Linked DNA regions of Mus musculus: all the other regions are linked to region 7. A link is a contact called in public HiChIP or PLAC-seq and promoter capture Hi-C data. All regions are on one chromosome and are shown on one strand. Each heading gives the region's core, a stretch centred on a gene start, on an enhancer-like site or on the middle of the called end of the contact. The rest is flanking DNA. Distances are from core to core; before and after follow the strand shown. Region 1 holds the start of Trit1 (tRNA isopentenyltransferase 1). Region 2 holds the start of Heyl (hairy/enhancer-of-split related with YRPW motif-like). Region 3 holds the start of Cdc20 (cell division cycle 20). Region 4 holds the start of Hpcal4 (hippocalcin-like 4). Region 5 holds the start of Bmp8a (bone morphogenetic protein 8a). Region 6 holds the start of Dph2 (DPH2 homolog). Region 7 holds the start of Nfyc (nuclear transcription factor-Y gamma).

Region 1 (2,843 bases), core at 174-2,673, 2.2 Mb after region 7:
ACCCCTTAAACTGCCCAACTAGCTAGAGGTTAGCAGAAGGGGTATTTAAGCATCTTTACACGTTATTGAAAGATTCTCTGCCCTTAGGCTTTTGCTCTTACTTATTTAGGGAGGCAGATGGGATTGTACAATTATAATAACACAAACTGTTTAACAAATGGTGGTTGTTATGTGCCAGTGCATTTGAAGCAAGCACTTTCCAGACATTATTTCACCTTTTCCTTATGGCAATCCTTGGAAGAATGGAAAGATAAAATTGCTGAGGTTAAGAGGTGAAGTAAGGGTCTGAAGTGTGCTCAGCTCAGTGCTAGAGTGTATATTCAGCACCCAGGGGGGGCCTGGGTTCAGTCTTCAGACAAAGAGAAAAAAAAATGCTGCTAATGGAATTAATTCTGATGAGAATTAATCAGCTCTCAGCTGATAAGTCTGAGAGCTGGAATTTGAATCTAGGTTCATCGGGTTCCATAACCATTCTTTCTTAATTTTAAACTTCAGTGTGTGTGGTGTGTGTGTGTGTGTGTGTGTGTGTGTGTGTGTGTGTGTGTGTACAGAGGTCAGCATCAGCTCTCTCCTTCCACATGCGGATCCTGGAGATTGAACTCAGGTCATCAGATCTGGCTGCCAGCAACTTTACATGTTAAACCATCTCTCTGGATTCTTAAAGCCATTTCTCAAAGTGGTGTGTGGAATCTTGAAGTCTGGCCATCCTTGATTCTGATTTTTCTTTCCCTCACTTGTATCTGCTTTACCCTTTGATTTTCTTCTGCTTCCTCTTCTAATTTTTGGGTTGTCATTCACTTGCTTGTTCTTTTGCTTTTAAGCCTATCTCTTGACTGCTTTATGCCAACGCAGAGCTTTGTCCTGCTTTCTGATTGTGTCTAAATGAGTGTGGAATTCAAACATTAGAGCCATGCTCTTGACTGAGAATTGGACAGATCTGATTTTGAAGAATGACTGAGAATCGGACACTCTCTGAGCTTATTAAATCCAACGCTAAGGTAGGCAAGTCGTTTCTCTGTCCATTTAATCATTGGTGGGTGCCTGTGCTAGGCACAGGAGACTCAGCAATGAACTAGTCAGAATGTGCTTCTTGTCTTTGTGAAATTAACAGCCTGTGGTAGAACTCAGACAATAAACCAGAGGCCAGTTATACAGTTTTATTCTTGAATTAATGCTATGAGGAAAAAGAATTGGGTGCCTGGACGCAATGTAGACAGAAATATTTTAGATGGGCTGCCATCTCTCCTTTGAGAAAGCAAGTCGGTGGGCTAATCTCAGCTAGTCGAAGGCAGTTACGTCATGGGCCTCCTAAGCTTGGTACCTTTGTCCCACAGTTTCCTCCTTTCCACCCTCCCCGCGTTCTGAGCCGGAGATCCGCGCCGGCGCACTGACTGTTGCCATGGGGACAGCTGCTTCGGCGCATGCTCAGATGCCTTCAAGATGGCGGCTGCGGCTGCTGCACGAGCAGTTCCTGTGAGCTCTGGATTCCGAGGCCTGCGGCGAACACTGCCACTTGTAGTGATTCTCGGGGCTACTGGGACTGGCAAGTCCACCCTGGCTCTGCAGTTAGGCCAGCGGCTCGGCGGCGAGATCGTCAGCGCCGACTCCATGCAGGTATGGCAGCGTGCTTGGCCCGGGGGCCTGGGAACCCTGGAGGTCGCGTGCGGGCCTCTGGACTAGGGGACACCCTGTCGCGTGGCTGTAGTGGGTGAACCTCGAGGCGTATGGGGATCCAGATGAAAGGAACCCACACCTGCTAGGTACCCATTCCAATGGCAGACAGTGTCCATTGTGTCCTGTGATCGCTAAGTAACTTCTCAGGCCATTACTCTTTCGTAGATAGTACCAACAGTTTCATTTATGGATAAAAATGTTGGGGGCTGGGGAGGTGAAGTGACCTTGTGCGTGGCACATTGCAAATAAATGGAGGAGAGATAGTGGAACGTTTAAGGTTGACATCCGGTGAATTTCAGTAAGTTAATTATTCCCAAATTTTGCCATAATTCTAATTCTAGCCCAAGGTAAGTCAGATGCCACCTGTGAGTGTCTTCTTGGGCACTAGAGCAGTCAGAGGCAGCCACTGGCTTCGTGACTTCAGATCAACAGTGCCCTTTACTTGAATATTATATTTGTAAAGTGGAGGAAATGTCATTTGCCCCACAATCACAAGGCTAAAGTATTTAATAAGTGAGACATTGGAGTGTTACAGTGGAGAGAGGGAGGCCAGCTCGAAGGTCAGACATTGTGGTAAATATTGGCTGAACCTGAGGGCTTTTTTGTTTATTTGTTTTTGTTTTTTAATCCTTTTGTCCTCTTTGCGAGAGGACTTTCGGGGATGTAGGAGCATTTGAGCTAGAGAGTAGGTGACATTTTGGGTGAATGTGAGAAGAATTACAACAGCTGTTAGGCATGTTCAAAGGTGTCGAACATATACAACCAGTCGCAGAACTCATGGTTAGTAACCTAAAATTAGTAATTAATTCTTTGCCCCACTTTACCTCATAAGGCTCCTGACATTGTTTCTACCCTCATAATTTATTTTTCCATGATAAGATCATCAGCTTATACTAAAAGGTAAGGTAATGTAACAAATAGTTGTTTGCAGCCTGCTTTGTGCCAGCTTAGGGAGATAAAGAGTTTAGCTTGAACTGAATCTCAGCCAGATTTTTTTTCCCCCAACTTTTTGCTACATGAACAAAGATACCTTTGTTCCTTTGCTAAAATAGGAAGAATATAAAAAACAACCTTGTGATCATTAAATGAAATATATGTGAAGCACTTATTACAAGTGTTTAAAAAATATGTTAACAGTGAAAACTATGGTGACTGTGTGTGTGTGTGTA
Region 2 (2,700 bases), core at 9-2,508, 2.4 Mb after region 7:
TTCTCTCTCAGCCAATCACATAGAGCAAACAAGTATCTGCCTTTCTAGGAAATGCCTAGTGCACACATTGGGCACTCTTCACACTGGTTGAGGTTCTCACTGTTTTGGCAGGTGCCCACAGAAATTATGTGAGTGCTGAGGGCATTTGGAACAGGAGAATTGGTGCTTGCGGCTGCGGTGGCCAGCAGAGTTTCCTGATGGCGACCGTTCATGCCAGTCCTATCTGGTCATCTATGAGCATGATAAGTTTCTGTGCTTGGCCAAGTGGTTACGTGTGGGTCTGAGTGGCAAGAGGCCTGTTCTTTCCCATCAGGAAGTATCTGCAAGCAGAGCTGACTATGGTGAAAGTGTGTGTAGTCAGCTTCAGGTGACCAACCCCACTTCCCTACACCAAAAGCTGGCTTTCTTTTGTGCCTGTCCCAGTGAGCAGAACAAAGGGAGAGGACTCCTCTGGTGCCCTGCCCACCACACCCACCTCCACCATCTCCCTGCCGCCCCTGCAAGAAGTTTGCTCTCCTCCCTCAGCTTCCCTCTGCACTTCTCTGCGTACGATGACCTGGGAGGATGGCAGCTGAATCTCTAGGCACAAGGACAGGAACTCTCACTGACTAAATAGTTGTCTGTGGTCAGACAGGCTCCCCCAGAAAGAGAAGCCGAAGGCTCCTTTCCTCTCTTCCTCTCCCTGGTGCCTGCCAGGACAGCTGTCATTAAATGAACTGGGGTGACTCCCAGGGATACCCCACCAACCACCACACCCTACCTACCTTCTCCATTCCTGTGCTCCCTCCCACAAGTCAGAAGCTCAAAGATCTTGGCCACTGTAAAGTCAGCACTTGGGATGCAGAGGCAGGAGGGTCAGGGATCAGTAGTTCAAGGTCATCTTCTGCTACACATCAAGTTCAATGCCACTTTGGGTTCTATGACCCTGTCTCCCCTCCTCCAGCCTTCTCAGCTGGCAAGCAGCAGCCACCCCTTTGGGGGTTCACCAAAGGACTTCGAAGTTCTGAGCATCCCACAGTGCACGTAGCTTCCCCAATACACACACACACACACACACACACCACAAACTTTGGTCCCCTATAGAAGGAGTGACTGAAGAATTACTTCCAAGGGGTCACAGGCACCCCCAGTAACCTTTCCAAACCTATCTGCCCTCCCTGCATGCCCTGGAGCAGGAAGGTACAGGTCTGACCCTTATAAAAAGCTGAGGCACTGCAAAGCGAAGTCTGTCGCACAGAACTAGGGACAGATCCGGATTCTCTGGGCTTCCCCGTGGGGCCTCCCAGGGCACCTGCCCAAGGCCACCCAGAGCGCCAGCCCAGGCAGCGCCGGTGGAGCGGAGCCGGACCTCCCAGCGGCCGATGGGGGCGGTGACCGCCCGGGGCCTTCCCACGGTTCGGTGGCGCGTCACCGCGGGGGCGAGGGGGCGCCGGGGCGCCCCGGGCTGCGGTGCAGGAAAGGGCCCTGGGAAAGGGCGGCGTCGGCTCCCGGGCCGGGGCGGGGCTGAGGCGGGGCCCAACAACCAACTCCAGGGATCGCAGGGCTGGGACCCCGCAGCCAGCTTTCGGCATGAAGCGGCCCAGGGCGCCCAGTGGCTCCGACGGCGAGTCTGATGGACCCATCGATGTGGGTCAAGAGAACGATCTTAGGTAAGACAGGGTGGAGCGAGGGCCGTCCGGGGGTGAGAAAGTCCAGCACACTCAAGTTTGTGCGCAGCCCTCAGGTGTCAGCCAAGATGCGGGGGCGTGTGCAGCGACTCCAGTGCGTCCATAGCACCAATGCGGCAGATTCCTGAGTACCCTGAACCATAACACCCTGAACCAACTATGGTTCAGGGAGCTGGGATGGGAGGACAGTTCAGCTGGAGGATATTCTGTCGTTTGGCTACCCCCAGGGACGCCCCTGAGAAGTTTTCCTGCAGACCTAGGAAACCTTCATAGATGTAGATACCGCATTCCATTGCCCATAGTTTGTCTACTATGAAGACTTCTGTACTTTTCCAATTTCACTCTTCTTTGGGAACAGTTTTCACATAGTACACAAAAGGACTGGGGGCTGTGTCCTTTTCGCTTTGAGCATACTGGGATTTGTGTTTAGGTACTGAGGGAAATAATAGCCAACTTGCAAAAGCCTAGACTCCAATCTTCAGCACCCCTTCCACCAAACCACCAAGCCGCCAATGCAGTTTCTTTTTTGTTAAATAATCTAACTTCTAACCTGTGGAACAAACTGAACTTGTACAATCCTTGCTACCTATCAGCTCGGTGACTCCATAAGCTTCAGTTTTCTGGTCTATAAAATGGGTATACATGATGAAGCTAGCTTCATAGCGGGTGTAGACATCAAACGGAAGAATGTCAAGGCCTTAGCAGTAGTTCATGGTGAGTGCTTAGTGGTGTCAGGCTCTAAGTCTCCAGGCCTTGCCACCCAGCCCACAACCGCCACCAACTCACCTTAGAGCTTTTCCTTTCCTTCCCTTTCTTCTTTCCATTCTTCCTCCCCCTCCTCTTCTTCCTTCTTCCTTTTTCTTCATCCACTGCTAGGGATTGGATCCAGATCCTGGTGCATGCTACCCAAGTGCCCTGTCACCATGCAGTTCTGAGCCTTCGGTTCCCCTGCCTAGGCCTGTTTCCACATAGAGAAGAGGATGCGAATGGAAAGAAAAGGAACCGGCCTCTGGAGCAGGTGTCTCTCTTGCTC
Region 3 (2,809 bases), core at 58-2,557, 2.4 Mb before region 7:
ATGTAGTCTCCAGGCTGCTCCATTTGCAACAACTGCAGGATGTCACCAGAACCAGCGTTCCATAAGTACACACTGTTGTCCAGTGCCACAGCCAATACATTTCCAGAGCTCCAATCTACAAGATTCAGGTCTGCCAGGGGAAGGAAGAAAACATGAGGTCCTTTGTTGGACTGGTCCATTCCTAGGCCATCTTTCTCCATCCGCAAAGACAACAGTGCACTCACAGTAGTCATTCCGGATTTCGGGGGCATCAAGGATCCTGTCTGGCAGAGAAGGGATGTATCTGCAAGTCTTCCTGCTGGAGCCAGGCGTGGCTTTCTGACTGTACAGTACTTTCAGTCTGTTCTGGTAGCCTGTGGCAAGAGAGTGGGTCTAGACTTGGAAACTGATACCCATCCACATGTGGAAAAGCAGCCACATGTCTCCCCTTAGGAAGGACTGACACCAGCCTCGATGATGTCACTCACTCCTTACCTTCTGGGGCATTCTGAGGTTTGCCGCTGAGCCTGAGGATCTTGGCTTCCTCCACATCAAAACCGTTCAGGTTGAGAGACCAGGCTTTCTGATGCTCCTGAAATACACGGCAAGTGAGGGGAGGAAGACCGGTATCAGCCAGGGGACAGACACCTCAAGTCTCATGACCCCTGTGGAATCATACCTTTTTGGTGGGCGTCCCCCTGTCTTCCGGCTGGTTTTCCTTGCTTAAGAGGAAGCTGGCCACCTCCATTTGAGAAGCACTGCGTTGGGGGATAAAGCGGTCACCTCCAGGTTTGCTAGGGGTGGTCTGAACCTTGGAACTAGATTTGCCTGGGGGCAGGGAGAGAGAAGTCAGACAGCCTGACGAGGCTCCCGGAGGGAGCATGAAGACGGACTCTCAGCGATTCCAGCTCCCTCCACCCACTCACCAGGAGTTCGGCCCGGGGTCCGCCCGGCGCTGTGTGATCTGTTGGCGGCCCGCATGGGCGAGGGGGCTGGGCCTGTGGCTTCCTTTGCTTTGCGCTGCCAGCGCGCAACCGGGGCATTGGGGATGGGTGCGTCCAGTTGAAGCAGTGAGTGCAAATCGCTCTCGAACACGAACTGCGCCATGGCACCGCTACCGGGGCGAAAGGCGACCAAGCGCGATCCTCGCCGGGCTCCTGGGCTCCGCCTGCCACAGCTCGCAGCAGCCCGGTCCCTCTCCGTACTCAGCTCTCCCGAACACAAACCCCCAGCTCCTCGCAGCGCGTCAGTGCGCCTGCCGAACGCGTTCTTTTCCAGACAAGCTAAGGACACGCCGGACTGTTGTTCTTAAACTCTCCGCTGCTAGCGTTCATTGGCTCCTTCAAAACCCAACTGTCTTAACCGTCGCCCTTGCCGATTGGTCGCTACACTGAAGAGGGCCGGGTCTTCCGGGAGCAAATCTCACGAGAGTGCGACGACCAAGCATTTGGAAGGAAATCCCGAACCCATCTCTGGGAGCCTTCGTCCCTGCCCGAATCGGAGCCCGAATCGGAACACGGGGGCGGGTCCCGCACAGTTAGTCCTCGGGATCCGCTCTCTGCCGGCCATCTCTCTGGGTTGGGCCCGGCAGTTAGAGCATCTGGGAATCTTTGAAAGGTCACATCGAAGCCTGTGGGTGGTACTTAGGTCACACGTTCACACATACACACATTCTCTCTCTCTCTCTCTCTCTCTCTCTCTCTCTCTCTCTCTCTCTCTCTCTCTCTCTCTCTCTCACACACACACACACACACAGAGAGAGAGAGAGAGAGAGAGAGAGAGAGAGAGAGAGAGAGAGAGAGAGAGAGAAACTCAACCTCAACCCGGAGGACCCAGTTGGTTAGAGACGGTGGGGAGGTGGCAGTCTGAATGGGGAGGGCGCCTGAAACCCTGCTAGGAAGGAAGTATGCGGACCAGTGTGGGGTTCTGCAAACACAAAGTGAGAGGAAGGGGTGTGTGTGTCAAAACAATGATCAGAATTCCAGCCTTTCGTCGTGAAGATTAGGTTAGGCTGTTCTTGGGGACATCACATCCTGTGGAGGACTCCCGTGGGACTTAGGATTCTTCAGAGACCTAGAGATCTCCTTACCCCCGTTGCACATAATCTGCCAGAGCGACACCCATTTTGTTTGTTTCAGACAAGGGTCTCACTATGCAGTCCGGGCTGGCCTGGAATTCACCTTGTAGAAAAAACTGCCCTGGATCTCAGAGATGCGGTGGAATTTAAGGCGTGTGCCACCACGCTGGGCCAAGAACCTGGTTATGCTGATAGAAAAACCAAGGTGCAATACAAGAAATTAGCCCAAGGTCATAAAAAGAGGTTGGTAAGAATCCAGGTCTGGGGCCTGGAGAGATGCCTCAGTTAGAACTTCTTGCTCTTCCACGGGAAGAAAATTTGGTTTTGTCAGGCAGCGCACAACTACCTCTAACTCCAGCTCCAGGGCATCGATGCCCTCTTATGGAACCAGCATACAGATGGCACACAAACACACCCCTCCTCCCCGATAAAAATAAATTATTTTAAAGCGGAAAGGAGGTTAGAAAGATGATGGCTTAGCTGTTATCGCTAGATGCTCTTCCAGATTACCTAGGGTTCAGTTCCCGGCGCCCAATATAGGTATTCAAGATCTATTACTGTAGTCCCAGGGGATCCAGTGCCTTCCCTGGCCTCTGCCAGCATCAGGTGTGCATGAGGTATACAGACATAGATGTAGGCAAAACACATACACACTTTAAAAAAAAAAAAGTGGCCCTTTGATCTCTGCACCCACAGCGCACCTCTTCCTTCTGGTGACAATAAAAAACATTAAAAAAAAAAAAAAAAAGCGCC
Region 4 (2,700 bases), core at 158-2,657, 2.4 Mb after region 7:
CTCTTTGACTCGAACACGGAGCTCCCAACCGTATGCTGCAACCCCAGAGAGAAGGCATATCCAGCTGCTAGAACGGGACAGCGCAACTGGCTTAAGAGGAAATGGATAGCTCTCATAAGGAAGACGCGGGTCCTACTGGTTTCCCCTGGCTGTGCTTTGTTTGGGAGTTTCTAAGACCAAATCTCCAAAAACCGGTTCTTTGCCTGTCCTTAGTCCCCCAAACAGCGCTCATCTCCACCATTTGCTGCCTGGACAGAAATCCGGCCTCTTCTGCATCTGCAATCCCATTTAACCAATCCCCCACGCGTCCCGCCCCCACTTTTGGTAGATCCCTTGAAGTCCCTCCTCCGCACGTGGCCCAGCCCAGGGATCTCTGCTCCCCTTTCGCCCTGAGTTTGGCGTTAGAGCTCTTTCCCACCACCTTGGGTTGTGAGCTCTCAGACACCAGTACATCCGTGGCGACTGAGCGGGCTGTGACGAGACCCCCAAGTGCGGAAAGGAGGTGTTTTCGCCTCCCTGAAACCTTCCAGACCCGTTCAGTGTAAACCGCCTCTGGTTTGTGTCAACATCCGAGGCCGGAGACTGGCGGCGGCTGGGAACCGGCTCCATCTAAGCGACGGGAATGCGGGAGGGTGGGGAATGGAGCAATGCTTGGCGTACTGTAAAGGCTCCTTCTGGAGGAGAACCAACAAGTCTTTTTAGGGGTCCTCGAGAAGTAAGGATAGAGCCTGACAAGAGATCTGACTTAGAGTTGTGGGGGTGGCTGGAGGGAGCCCACGCCCTCGTGTGTCTAGGTAGAGGATACTTCCACATCCACCCAGCTCGTGCCGCACCCACCCTCCCCTCTGCTAAACGGCGGGAGAGGAGTGGGTGTGGAGGGGCACTGGTGCAAAGCCGCGAGTTCTTGACCACCCCATCTCCCCTTTTCCACCTTGCCACTCCGCAGCTCCTCATTGATCCCCTCCAGGTACGGGCAGGACAAGAGACGGGGTCGCATCTTATGAATCACCCCCTATCTTACCCCCACCCCCGCTGGGGCCCAGGAAGAGAAGGCTTAGAAATTCAACTGTGGTTCTTCTGTTCCCATAGCAACGGTGCGGTTGTTTTTTGCGAATCCACTTTAATCATCGGTACTTTTCGCTCCAAACTGTGACCCAGGCTCTGAGCCTCAGGGTTGAGGAACAGATGGGGGTACAGCCCTCTACAATCCTGGCGACTCCGGGAAGGTCAGCGCGGGCGGACGGGCGGGGCGCGCTCTTGTGGTAGCCTAGACTCACAGGCCACCCCATCCCCACCTGAAACCCTGCCTGTCACTCGGTGCCAGCCGAACCAATCGATGTCCAAAGTTGCTGAGAGGAGGCGGGTCTTATGCAAATCGTGTCGCCTTCGAGAAGCAAATAGTGATACAAGAACTGGGGAGGCGGCTCCGACGCGGACCCTACAGAGCCTGTCGTCCGCCTGATAGCCAGCCTTGTCCCCGCGGCCGCCCAAGCTCGGAGCCATCTAGCGACTCGGCGAGCGGCCTCAGGTAATGAGGGTGGGGCCGGGCCCTAGAAGCAACCTCGCGGGGCGGAGGCCCTGAGCCCCTCCTCCTCCGCCTTCCACTCCCATCCTCATCTGCTCAGATCCATCTTTCTGACCCTGGGTCTGTCATAGGTGGACAGCCATCTGGGAAGCCCGCCTTGGGCCAGGAACTTTCACTTCAAGCCGGGTCTCCAGTTCAAGAAGGAGGTACAGCTGCCTCCTTACCCCCAGCTCAGGTAAGAACAACCATTCCTCTGGCTCCAGTGCAAACACACGCGCACGCGCGCGCACACACACACACACACACACACACACTCTTACTTGGGGGTGTGTGGTGTCACTGGTGCTAGAAGAGAGGTTTCAGTCACCCTGTGTTCTCTTGCCTCTAGAACCAAGCCTCATGGAAACCTCTACTTGGAGGTAGCCCACACCGACACCAATAGTTCACTGTCATTCCCATCTCAGGGTCTTGTTCCCCAAAAGACCTCGATAGCAAATTCATTCTCTGACTACACTCTCTCTGCCCCTTATGCTGACAGCTCACAGCATACCTAAGGAAAGGATGAAGACCCCTGAGGCTCCTACTCCAGACCCATTCACCATCTCCCTTCTAGTAGCCTCCCAACTAGACAGGGGTTCCACACTCTTCTTCCTTTATCTTGCTTGGAGCATAAACCAGGGTTGCTCCTCCCAGAAGACCACCCCATAGCTCTAGCCTTTAAACCTCATCATCCCTCACACAGGAACGCACCAGGTCCTCTCTCTGTAACCCGGTCTTCTCTGTTCCTTTTGTGCCTGTTGCTCCCTCTCTCGGCTTCCTGTTGTTTGCAGAGATGAAGCCAAAGATGAGTCCATGTGGGCTCATTTTCTCCTTTCCCTATGTCTGAATGAGAAAGCAGAAGAGTGCAAGCCTTGCCTTCGCCTCGATCTCTGCTTGACTTTAGCCAAGGCTTTTCCCTCTCAGATTCTTCATGAGATAGGCAAAGAGCAGGACAGAGGAGGGTTCGATGAGATGGTCTTGAGTAGCCTTCCAGGTCTGACATATTCTGGTTCCACAGCTGATTACAGGAGAACAAAGCCCTGTTCAAACCATTAGGATATTTCTCAGAGGAGACCTGAGAGGCCCCATCCATCACTGTAGGGACATCCTTTTCACTCAGGCCAAGGTTCAGGCTA
Region 5 (2,731 bases), core at 229-2,728, 2.5 Mb after region 7:
TAGGTCCCTGGAGAAAGGAGGAGCCACGCTTCGGGAGAATGGACTCACAGCTGCCCCTTGGGTCACTCACTGGCCTGAACACTCTCCGTGCCAGGCCAAGGTCCAGCTGCTAGAGCCCAGGCCCACAGGACTACAGTCATGTCTGAGTCTGTCCACTCCACCTCCTGACACTGCACCCCACCCAGTCACCCACAGAAAGAGCCCGCTGTCCGGGCGTGAGGGTCAGCTCTGGTCATTTTGATATGACCACAGGTTTCCACACTGAACTTTGTCCCTCCCTCTCTTCAGGGCTGCGTTTATCACAGTGACAGCATCACGGTCTGGTTACTCATCAGTATACCCAGGACTGTTTTCCGATGCTACCTAGGGGACCTGGACATCTCCAGATCCCAACTCCTGGGTGCCTTAGTGGGGCAAAGACCCTGGGCACAGGCGCAAAAAACGGACCTTCCAATCCTGATCTCCTGCAGTCGCCCCTCCCTGTGGTTTTACTGAACCATGGCTCCCTGTCCCAGGGGCCTTGTATTACCCGAGGGCATCATCCCCCGACAGGCGGCCACCCTCTCCTCCACCTACCGCCCCATCCGGATCCCTGACGCCCTGCACTCACCCATGTTGACGAAGCTCATGACCAGGTCGGCACGGCCTAAGTGAGCCTGTGGTGGCCCGCCGTCGTCGTCATCGGTCATGGCGTGGTATAGGTCCAACATGAAGAGGGGCGCGGACGCTGGCTGCCGGGCAGCGGCGGGTTGTGCACGGGGTCGGGGCCGTCCCGGTAGCCCGAGCACCGCCAGGATTTCACGCTGCATGTCGCGGCGCTCGCGCGCTCCCAGGCGACGCTGGGGACAGGTGTGCGGGGGACGCGGACCGTGGCCGCCTCCCAGCGCGCACAGAGCAAGGCCCAATAGCCAGAGTGGCCCGGGACGCATAGCCATCTCGGACTTTCAGCCGGCGCGCATCCACTGGTAGCTGGTCGGGCTCGGGCGCTACGCCCAGACGGGGAGGACCAGACGGCGCACCTGTCGCTGGCAGCTTTACAGCAGCTGCTCACCACGCACTCGGCAGGCGATCGCCGCGTCGGTAGGTCCCTCAGAGCAACGTGGGCTCTCACGGCGCTGACTTGCGAGTGTCCGCAGGAGGACTTTGGTGGCAGCTCAGACCGCCGAGCGCTCTTCCTCGGCCCCGCCCCTTCCCCGACCAGCCAATGGGATCACGGGGGCGGGTCCGAGTGCGGAAAGACGCCTGGGGATGGTCGCACTACTACTTGTGCGCGAAGTGGTGGGAGCCGCCTGGTGCACCCGTAGGTGGGAACGAACGGGCTGAAGAGAGGCCTTTAAGGGTGTCTTGGGTCCCCATCCAGCTTCCGGGGCTCATACCTGGCTACACGAGGAGACATTGGGGCCTCTGAAGCAGGCACCAGGGTGGGATCCTGAGTCCCGGAGCAGCGGTAGGACCCGTAGTGTCTCACCTTCTGCTCTGGAAGTCTCTGCATGCGCCCCTAGTTCCGGCCGTCGGGGCGGGGCGGGTGCCAGCAGTGCAGCGAGGGTGGGGCACACATTCCGTTGCCAGCAGGAACCAGGGCCCAGCCCCCGCTACTCCTCCGCTCCAGACTTCTTCTTCACCCAGCGGTTCCCTTTGTAGATCCAACCCAGGATAGGGCTCTGAGCCTCCTGAAGTAGGGTCACCTTCGCTTATCTCATTTGTGACAACTCCCCAGGGGCTTGCAAGAAAGAGACCTTGCAAAAACTCCCTGACTGGTTCCGCCCCTTTATGCACTCCGGCCTCCCAAGGCGGCTGCCACAGCACTGATACAGACCATAAAGGTGTTGGTGTGGCTCAAGTGGAGCAGCGAAAGAGCTCCGGGAGGCTGGAAGGAATAGAACAGGAAAGACGGAAGTCAGTAGGAGGAAAGCACCCAGCAGAGGGACTGGCTGTGTCAAGACTGGGAGTGTCATAATGACAGGTAACAGGGCTTTCAGACCTATTAGTGTTTACAAGCCACTATAGGCACACAGCTGCCTCTTTTCCTTTTCTTCTTCCTTTTTTTACCCCTCTCTTTCTTTCTTAGCTTACACAAAGCAATTTATTAACAAAATAATTTTTGAGAAATTCTGTTCACAGATCACGATGATCCCCCTTCCTTCAAGTTCTGTCACACGGGATGGGAGTGACAACCTCAACCTGCCTAATCTTCACATTCCTGAACAAACAAGAGCGCTGAGGGTTGACTGGGCTCCAGATCCAGGGGGTCTTGGATCTGTTTCCACCTGCGGTCTGGAGTTTGATACGAGGGCAATGGCGCCCAGCTCCTTGCACCTCTGGTCCATATCGGTAACATCACTGAAGGATGTAAAGATACAGTAGACACCGAATACATTCTGTCCTTCAGCCACTTGAGGTCTAAGACCGATAGCTTGTTTTTTTCCTTCCCCTTGGGAGGTGCTATTTCTGAATGTCTTCTCCAGATTTCTATACCAGCCCTGCCCCGCTCTGAGGTAGGTTCTCACAATGTAGCATTGGCGGACCTGGAACTTGACCTATAGAACAGGCTGGCCTCAAACTCATAGATATGCCTGCCTATCCCTGCCTCTGGGATTATGGCATGTGCTACTGTGCCCCACAAAGGCTTAAAACAAAACAAAACAAACAAACAAACAAACAAAAAACCGGGAAACCTGAGTGCTAAGCACTTTACCTCAGGTCAGCCTTCATGTGGTTGTTTGGAATTGAA
Region 6 (2,859 bases), core at 5-2,504, 2.9 Mb before region 7:
TCATCCCCAGATGCCTCAATGTGACCCTAAAGGACAAGCCAGGCCAACTGAGGCCAAGAGCTCTAGGTAAGTGTGCTTAAATAGGAGGAATTAAGGCATGAAGCTGTGGACCCACCCTTCTTTCCCTCACAGGTATAATTTCTCACCTAGGGCATGGGCACAAGCTGGCTCACTCAGCAGTACCACCGGGGCTGTCGGATCTGGGTTCTGGGCTTCAAAGGCCTTTGCACAGAGCTCTAAAGCAACGGGTCGCTGACCAAGGACAAAGGTGATGGGCAGCTGCGAGGCTGGGGGGCTTAAGCAGGCAGGACCGAAGTGCACAAGGGCTTGAGCTCCAGCCTGCTCGGCGCCCAGCACATCCACACAGCAGCTGCAGGGGAGAGAGCATTGGTGAGAGGTGTTCCCTACCTGGAGAGAAGAGTTGTCATCAATGGGAAATGTGGCCAGTGGAGAAAATGGCACCAAGCTAGGAATTCACTGTGACTGAGGGAAGCTGGCATCAGGAGCTTCTCATCGTGCAAACACGGTCACTGGAGGCAGACACTGTGGGCTGGGAAACCCCATACCTGCCATAAGCTGTGTCCCCTAAAATGAACATCTTAGCTCCTGTGACTTCCTCCAGCCGGGCAGCCACCGCTCCCGCATCTCCTAGTAACTGGTCAGGGAACTGCAAAGTCACCTGTAAATACAAGCCACAAGTCAGCGACAACCTCACTCCTCCACCAACAGCCTCTGCAAAAAAACAAAAAACAAACAAAAAAACAAACAAACAAACAAAAAAACCCACTAAACATCCCAAGCCCCTACTTCTAAGGAGGCAGCCAGCCCCACAGAGTTGTGGGTAATCCGTGCGATACGGGCGGATCCCGACCCAAAGTCCCAATCTCCGCAACCCATACCCAGAGGAGAGCCCGCGCCCCGCGCCCCCTTTTCGCGCCCCCTTCTCTGAACCAGACCTCACCCGCTGACAACCTAAATCGCAGACAAATTTCGTAACTCGCTCCAGCTCATACACGCGGTCCAGGTCTTCAGGAGGAGTGAACTGTCCTGGAACGCCCGCCTCCCGTTGCAGGGCTGCCTCCGCAGGGCTGCTGAACGTAGACTCCATTGGGCGCAGCTTGGGTGGGGTGAGATGCAGCTGCACCCTCAAAAGTCCTCGAGGTCACAGCAGCTCTGTTTGTGGATCCGGACCAACCTGTCCTCGGGTCCTAGGATCCAAACCGTACGCTTCCAAATTCCCGGCTCTCCACTACACATGGACCTACGGAGATTACTTCCGGGTTCAAGGACTTCCCACAGAGAACCAATCACTAGCCTCTCACTCAGGACCAATCGGAAGTGCCGCAAAGCCTTGTGGGTGTTGTGGTTCCACTGGCTAAAGCTTCTTCCCGGATACCCTAAGGCCAGCCTGCCGGTGCCCTCTAATTTCTAAGTCACTAATTCAGTGTGAGCAGGCGCTATCTGCTGATCATATTTAAACGCGCGCGCGTGTGCACGTATATACATACAGTGAGAGCAAGGGTCCTTATACAGCTCAGTTCTTCAGGGTTGGCTGCAAGCTCCCTAATCCACCAAGCCATCTTCACAGCCCCCAGAATCTGAAACAGGGTCTTGCTGTGTGACCGAGCTGGATCTCCCAGTACTGCATAATTTCCAACTCAGTGCCCACAGCTTGGGTTTGAATATTTGTGAGCAGGTACTTACTGCCAGACATCGTAAAATGTCTCTATGTCCTTTACTTTGCCTGCTAGAGAATTGTCCCACAACCTGTTGTCCTCACGGTCTGTCAACCAAACACTGACCCTTGCTAAGTTCACCAGTTCATCATTAGAAGCAAGAATTATCCCATATAGATAAGAAAAACAAAACCATGTCTGCTGGTTCTAGAAACTGGGCTTTAGAGCCCGAATTTATTCTCTCGCCCCACCTCCTTGGGACTGAACCTGGGGCCTCGTGCATGGAAAGCAACGACTCTCTGGCTGAGCTACATCCCACATTCTCCCACACGACTTCTTATCATAAGGAGGGATGGGAGAGGAAGACTCTCTTCACGTGATGCCGTAGGGAAAAAGGACTGAAAACATGTGGCGCATCTCTGCATCCTCCAGGAGAGCTGAGAAATCAGGACTGTGGGAATGGGACTAACGGGGCTGGAGAAATGTTTCAGTGGCTAAGAGCACTTGCTGTGCTTGCAGTGGGTTCAGTTACCACCACCCACATGGTGGCTTATAACTATGTGCAACTCCAGTTCTAGGAGGTCCCTTTCCTTTTTTTTTGTTTTGTTTTTTTTTCGAGACAGGGTTTCTCTGTATAGCCCTGGCTATCCTGGAAGTCACTTTGTAGACCAGGCTGGCCTCAAACTCAGAAATCCGCCTGTCTCTGCCTCCCAAGTGCTGGGATTAAAGGCGTGCGCCACTACGCCCAGCTTTTTTTTTTTTTTTTTTTTTTTTTTTGTCCCTTTTCTAATACCTGCAGGCAACTACACTCAGGTGGTGCGCAGATATAAACTCAGCCATACACACATACACATTTTTTTTTAATTGGGACTGAGGAGCGGGATAAATAATGAAGTGGAAGACACTGATGCTACTAGCTGGCTGAGGAAGACACTGGATGGAAAAGAATGAAAGGCAGAATCAGTACAAAAGCTGGGGAAGATCAGAGGATGGGATGCAGTTACCCCATCCAGCAAGTGGATTCAGATGTCATGGATGGGAGTGGGGCGAACTCAGCCCGTTCTTCTGATCTTACTGATGGGTAACCAGAAGGGCAGGGCAGACAGAACTACAGCTGAGAAAATAAAGGAAGAAGTCCGGCTGCCGTGCGCTGTCCGTGGTCCTGACGGACTGATCTGATCTG
Region 7 (2,985 bases), core at 462-2,961:
AAAGGTAAAGAAAGAGTAAAGAGGGAAGAGGAAGACAGAGAAGAGGAGGAGAAGGAAGGATATGAAGTGGGAACTCTAAAAGCAGTGTAAGGATGGAGAATCCCATCTGTGTCTGGATCTGGGCTGTCACTTACTAGCTGTGAACTTAACCAAATTCCTCGTGGTTTTGTCTTCCTTTTAGAGTCTCACATCTTACAGGCTGACCTCAAATTCCTGGGCTCAAGCAACCCTCTCACCCTAATCTGCACGGCTGCTCCCACAACAAGGACAGTACACCTGACTCCAGCAACTTACAAACTCTTGCTTGTTCCCTCACAGAATGAGGATGGCACTGCCAATATCTGTGTGACTGTAAAATATACTCATACACCCAGGTAAGCACGCGAAACAAGGTCTATTACTCCTGAGTTTGTCTCACCTGCCCTCTGAACTGAAAGTTAAGAGAGATCAATTTTAAGGGGGAAGTGGGGTAACTCAGTTGGTAGAATGTTTGTCTAGCAAGCACAAAGCTCTGATCCTATATTCTTCTTAGACCAGTGAAAATTTCATATATAACATCTCAAAACTAGCATGATCCCAAATCCTGTAACCCCCAACTTCCCAATTATGCAAATACATTCTACAGCTGACTTTCTGATTCTACTTAATGTAATGTTAAAATGGCATTCAGCCTCTAAAAGTTGATACACCTGTCCAGTGGGATCCGGCTGTTTACCTGTTTCCCACTCTCCATTTCAGAACCCAGAATGGAGTCTGGAGTTCTACACTAATCCTCCGGGTTTCAAAACCCAAATTCTTACAGCAGGCTCCCTAATCCGATTCTGTCCTTCTGGTCCTCACTCCCACTACTTCCATACCATGCACTCAGACTTCTACTCAGGGTCATTCCCAAGCTGGATCAATTTCCAAGTCTAGCACCCCTAGGTCTCGAAGACACTTCTGTTCCGTGTTTACAAAGCAGGGGCTTGCACACCCCATCTTGTAGTTGACCGTGCCTCTGGTATTAGTAGTGACCCCTCCCCGTTGCAGGCCACACGCCAGGCTACCACTCTCTTTCTCCTCTGGGCCTCCGGCTCCGTCCCGGAGACTCCCCGCCACGCTGGCATTAGAGGGACCGTCGCCCTGCCGCCAGAGCCTGAGCAGCTAGCATCCCGACAGCCGCCAATTCCTTCATCACCCCCCAGGCCGGAGCCGGCGTGACCAATAAGGTGCCAGGTCCGCGGCCTCCCCGCCGCCGACCAATCACGAGCGAGCCCCCCCGCCGTCGCCTTCCGCCAATGGGAGAAAGCCCGCGGGCCCAGGCGCACGGACCCCGCGAGCGCAGCCGCGACGACAGCGGCGGGCCCGGCGAACACATAACATGGCGGCGGCAGAGCCGACCGAAGTGCAGCGGCGGCCGCAGAGGGAAGGGAGCTCTCCGCCATTGGCGGGAAGCACCGCCCTCACTGCCGGCCGCCCCCTCTCTCTCTCCCCTCCTCACCCAAGCTTTCATACACTCACAGGCCTCTACTCCGGCGTCCAGCGAAGAAAGCAGCCGCCCCCGCGCTGCTGCGCCGTCGGGCAATGCAGAGGCCCGGGCGCGGCGGAGGGGAGGGGGAAGCGTGCGTCACGAAAAACCGGAGCGCGTGCGGAGCGGGGGCGCAAACAAGATGGCGGCCGCGCCGTTTGTACCGTCTCCCCTGCCCCTCCCCCCACTCCGCGCCTCGACTCCCAGCAACGCGTAGTGCGCAGCGGCTGAGGTGCCTGAAGTCTCGCGAGAATTGTCTTGCCTGGCCAAGCGGGATAGTGAGAGCGGAGACTTTTGGGGCCCCGCCCCTTCCCAGGGGCGCGGGAGGCGTTTCTCGGTGACCTCCGAGGACGTTCTATATCCTTGAAGCTCTCAGCTAGGATGCGCTCGCTTCTGGGTTTTAGGAAATAGTTTTCCGTGTTTTGTTCTTCAAGGAAATGAATGGTAGGGAGAGAAGAACTTCGCGGGCATGGAAAATTTAAAAAGCCGCCTGGGGCTCAGCAAACCGGACGACCTGAATTCGATTCTTGGAACCCAGGATGGACCAGAAGAACAGAGTCCTGAAAGCTGAACTCTGATCATTAATGTGCGACGCGCGCGCGCACACACACACACACACACACACACACACACACACACACACACACACCAGTAAGTGAAGAAATAAAATTTCCAAACAACCAAAAAGGTGACATTTTAAAACGTTAAAATTGGCATAAAAAGGGCTGGAGAGATGGCTCAGTGGTTAAGAGCACTGACTGCTCTTCTGAAGGTCCTGAGTTCAAATCCCAGCAACCACATGGTGGCTTACAACCATCCGTAATGACATCTGATGCCCTCTGGTGTGTCAGAAGACAGCTACAGTGTACTTACATAAAATAATAAATATTTTTTTTAAAAATTGGCATAAAAAATTAAAGAGTTGGGAGGTGGCTCAGTAAAGTGCTTCCTACAAGCATTAAGACCTGCATTAGCCCCCCCAACACTCCATAAGCCACTAGCACAGTAGTCTCCCATACCTGAAAGGCTTGAAAAGAAACCTGCCAGCCTAGCTAAATAAGCAAGCTCCTGGTTCAGTGGGAGGCCCAGTCTATACAAATAGGTTGGGGCCAGCGCGGTAGAACTGAAATTCCAGCACCTGGGAAGACGGAAGCAAGAGGGTCTGTGAGTTCAACGCCAGCCTTGTCGAGTTCCAGGACTTCCAGAATTACGCAGGGAAATCCTGTGTCAAAAAATAGGGTGAAGTTTCCACTGAAGACATCTAGATGTTGCCTTCTATGGGCGAATGCATTCCATGCAAATACATTAACACAATATGTATGGCTTGGTGTGGTAATACATGCCTCTAATCTTGGCACTTTAGGCTGAATATGGAAGCCAACCATTTTGGGGAGGTGGGGGTGGGGATGGGGAAGTGTAGTATTTCACAAGGCCTGTCTATAACTGGTTGTCCGGTGCTCATTATGTAGTCCACACTG

What was found. Promoter capture Hi-C pulls out the DNA fragments that hold promoters and counts their contacts. HiChIP or PLAC-seq counts read pairs in DNA pulled down with a chosen protein or histone mark. Capture Hi-C pulls out chosen DNA fragments and counts their contacts.
Region 1: an H3K4me3 HiChIP or PLAC-seq map of stem cell-derived neural progenitor cells shows a contact between it and region 7, with 5 times the contacts expected there. The contact joins the promoter of Trit1 here to the promoter of Nfyc in region 7. A contact is called at or near these places in 9 of 39 promoter capture datasets (the C10 cell line, cranial neural crest, embryonic stem cells and 6 more), 7 of 115 datasets of contacts at active chromatin or transcription factors (astrocytes, embryonic limb bud, embryonic stem cells and 2 more) and 2 of 9 other capture datasets (embryonic stem cells and macrophages).
Region 2: a contact with region 7 is called in a promoter capture Hi-C map of pre-B cells, with 5 times the contacts expected there. The contact joins the promoter of Heyl here to the promoter of Nfyc in region 7. A contact is called at or near these places in 9 of 39 promoter capture datasets (the C10 cell line, cranial neural crest, embryonic stem cells and 5 more) and 1 of 115 datasets of contacts at active chromatin or transcription factors (large pre-B cells).
Region 3: a promoter capture Hi-C map of adipose tissue shows a contact between it and region 7, with 2.6 times the contacts expected there. The contact joins the promoter of Cdc20 here to the promoter of Nfyc in region 7. A contact is called at or near these places in 4 of 39 promoter capture datasets (liver, maxillary cranial neural crest, neutrophils and 1 more), 2 of 484 Hi-C or Micro-C datasets (B cells and CD8 T cells) and 1 of 9 other capture datasets (adipose tissue).
Region 4: a promoter capture Hi-C map of embryonic stem cells shows a contact between it and region 7, with 6 times the contacts expected there. The contact joins the promoter of Hpcal4 here to the promoter of Nfyc in region 7. A contact is called at or near these places in 4 of 39 promoter capture datasets (cranial neural crest, embryonic stem cells, frontonasal cranial neural crest and 1 more) and 1 of 115 datasets of contacts at active chromatin or transcription factors (embryonic stem cells).
Region 5: a contact with region 7 is called in an H3K27ac HiChIP or PLAC-seq map of large pre-B cells, with 5 times the contacts expected there. The contact joins the promoter of Bmp8a here to the promoter of Nfyc in region 7. A contact is called at or near these places in 3 of 39 promoter capture datasets (cranial neural crest, pre-B cells and stem cell-derived epiblast-like cells) and 1 of 115 datasets of contacts at active chromatin or transcription factors (large pre-B cells).
Region 6: a promoter capture Hi-C map of adipose tissue shows a contact between it and region 7, with 2.6 times the contacts expected there. The contact joins the promoter of Dph2 here to the promoter of Nfyc in region 7. A contact is called at or near these places in 1 of 39 promoter capture datasets (pre-B cells), 1 of 115 datasets of contacts at active chromatin or transcription factors (astrocytes) and 1 of 9 other capture datasets (adipose tissue).

What each region holds. Positions count from the first base shown.
Region 1 is chr4:123,015,170-123,018,012 of GRCm38.p6, forward strand. Trit1 (tRNA isopentenyltransferase 1) reads left to right here and starts at 1,424. Exons shown (of 11, transcript NM_025873.3): 1 at 1,424-1,614. The coding sequence starts at 1,441.
Region 2 is chr4:123,232,298-123,234,997 of GRCm38.p6, forward strand. It overlaps Heyl (hairy/enhancer-of-split related with YRPW motif-like), which reads left to right and starts at 1,259. Exons shown (of 5, transcript NM_013905.3): 1 at 1,259-1,649. The coding sequence starts at 1,570.
Region 3 is chr4:118,436,036-118,438,844 of GRCm38.p6, forward strand. It overlaps Cdc20 (cell division cycle 20), which reads right to left and starts at 1,308. Exons shown (of 10, transcript NM_023223.2): 1 at 906-1,308; 2 at 659-807; 3 at 475-571; 4 at 225-353; 5 at 1-130. The coding sequence starts at 1,086.
Region 4 is chr4:123,182,097-123,184,796 of GRCm38.p6, forward strand. It overlaps Hpcal4 (hippocalcin-like 4), which reads left to right and starts at 1,408. Exons shown (of 5, transcript NM_174998.4): 1 at 1,408-1,528; 2 at 1,657-1,760.
Region 5 is chr4:123,341,774-123,344,504 of GRCm38.p6, forward strand. Bmp8a (bone morphogenetic protein 8a) reads right to left here and starts at 1,479. Exons shown (of 7, transcript NM_007558.3): 1 at 611-1,479. The coding sequence starts at 935.
Region 6 is chr4:117,890,749-117,893,607 of GRCm38.p6, forward strand. Dph2 (DPH2 homolog) reads right to left here and starts at 1,255. Exons shown (of 6, transcript NM_026344.3): 1 at 962-1,255; 2 at 567-679; 3 at 147-370. The coding sequence starts at 1,108. It also overlaps a transcript of Ipo13 not described here.
Region 7 is chr4:120,824,030-120,827,014 of GRCm38.p6, forward strand. Nfyc (nuclear transcription factor-Y gamma) reads right to left here and starts at 1,712. Exons shown (of 10, transcript NM_008692.4): 1 at 1,501-1,712.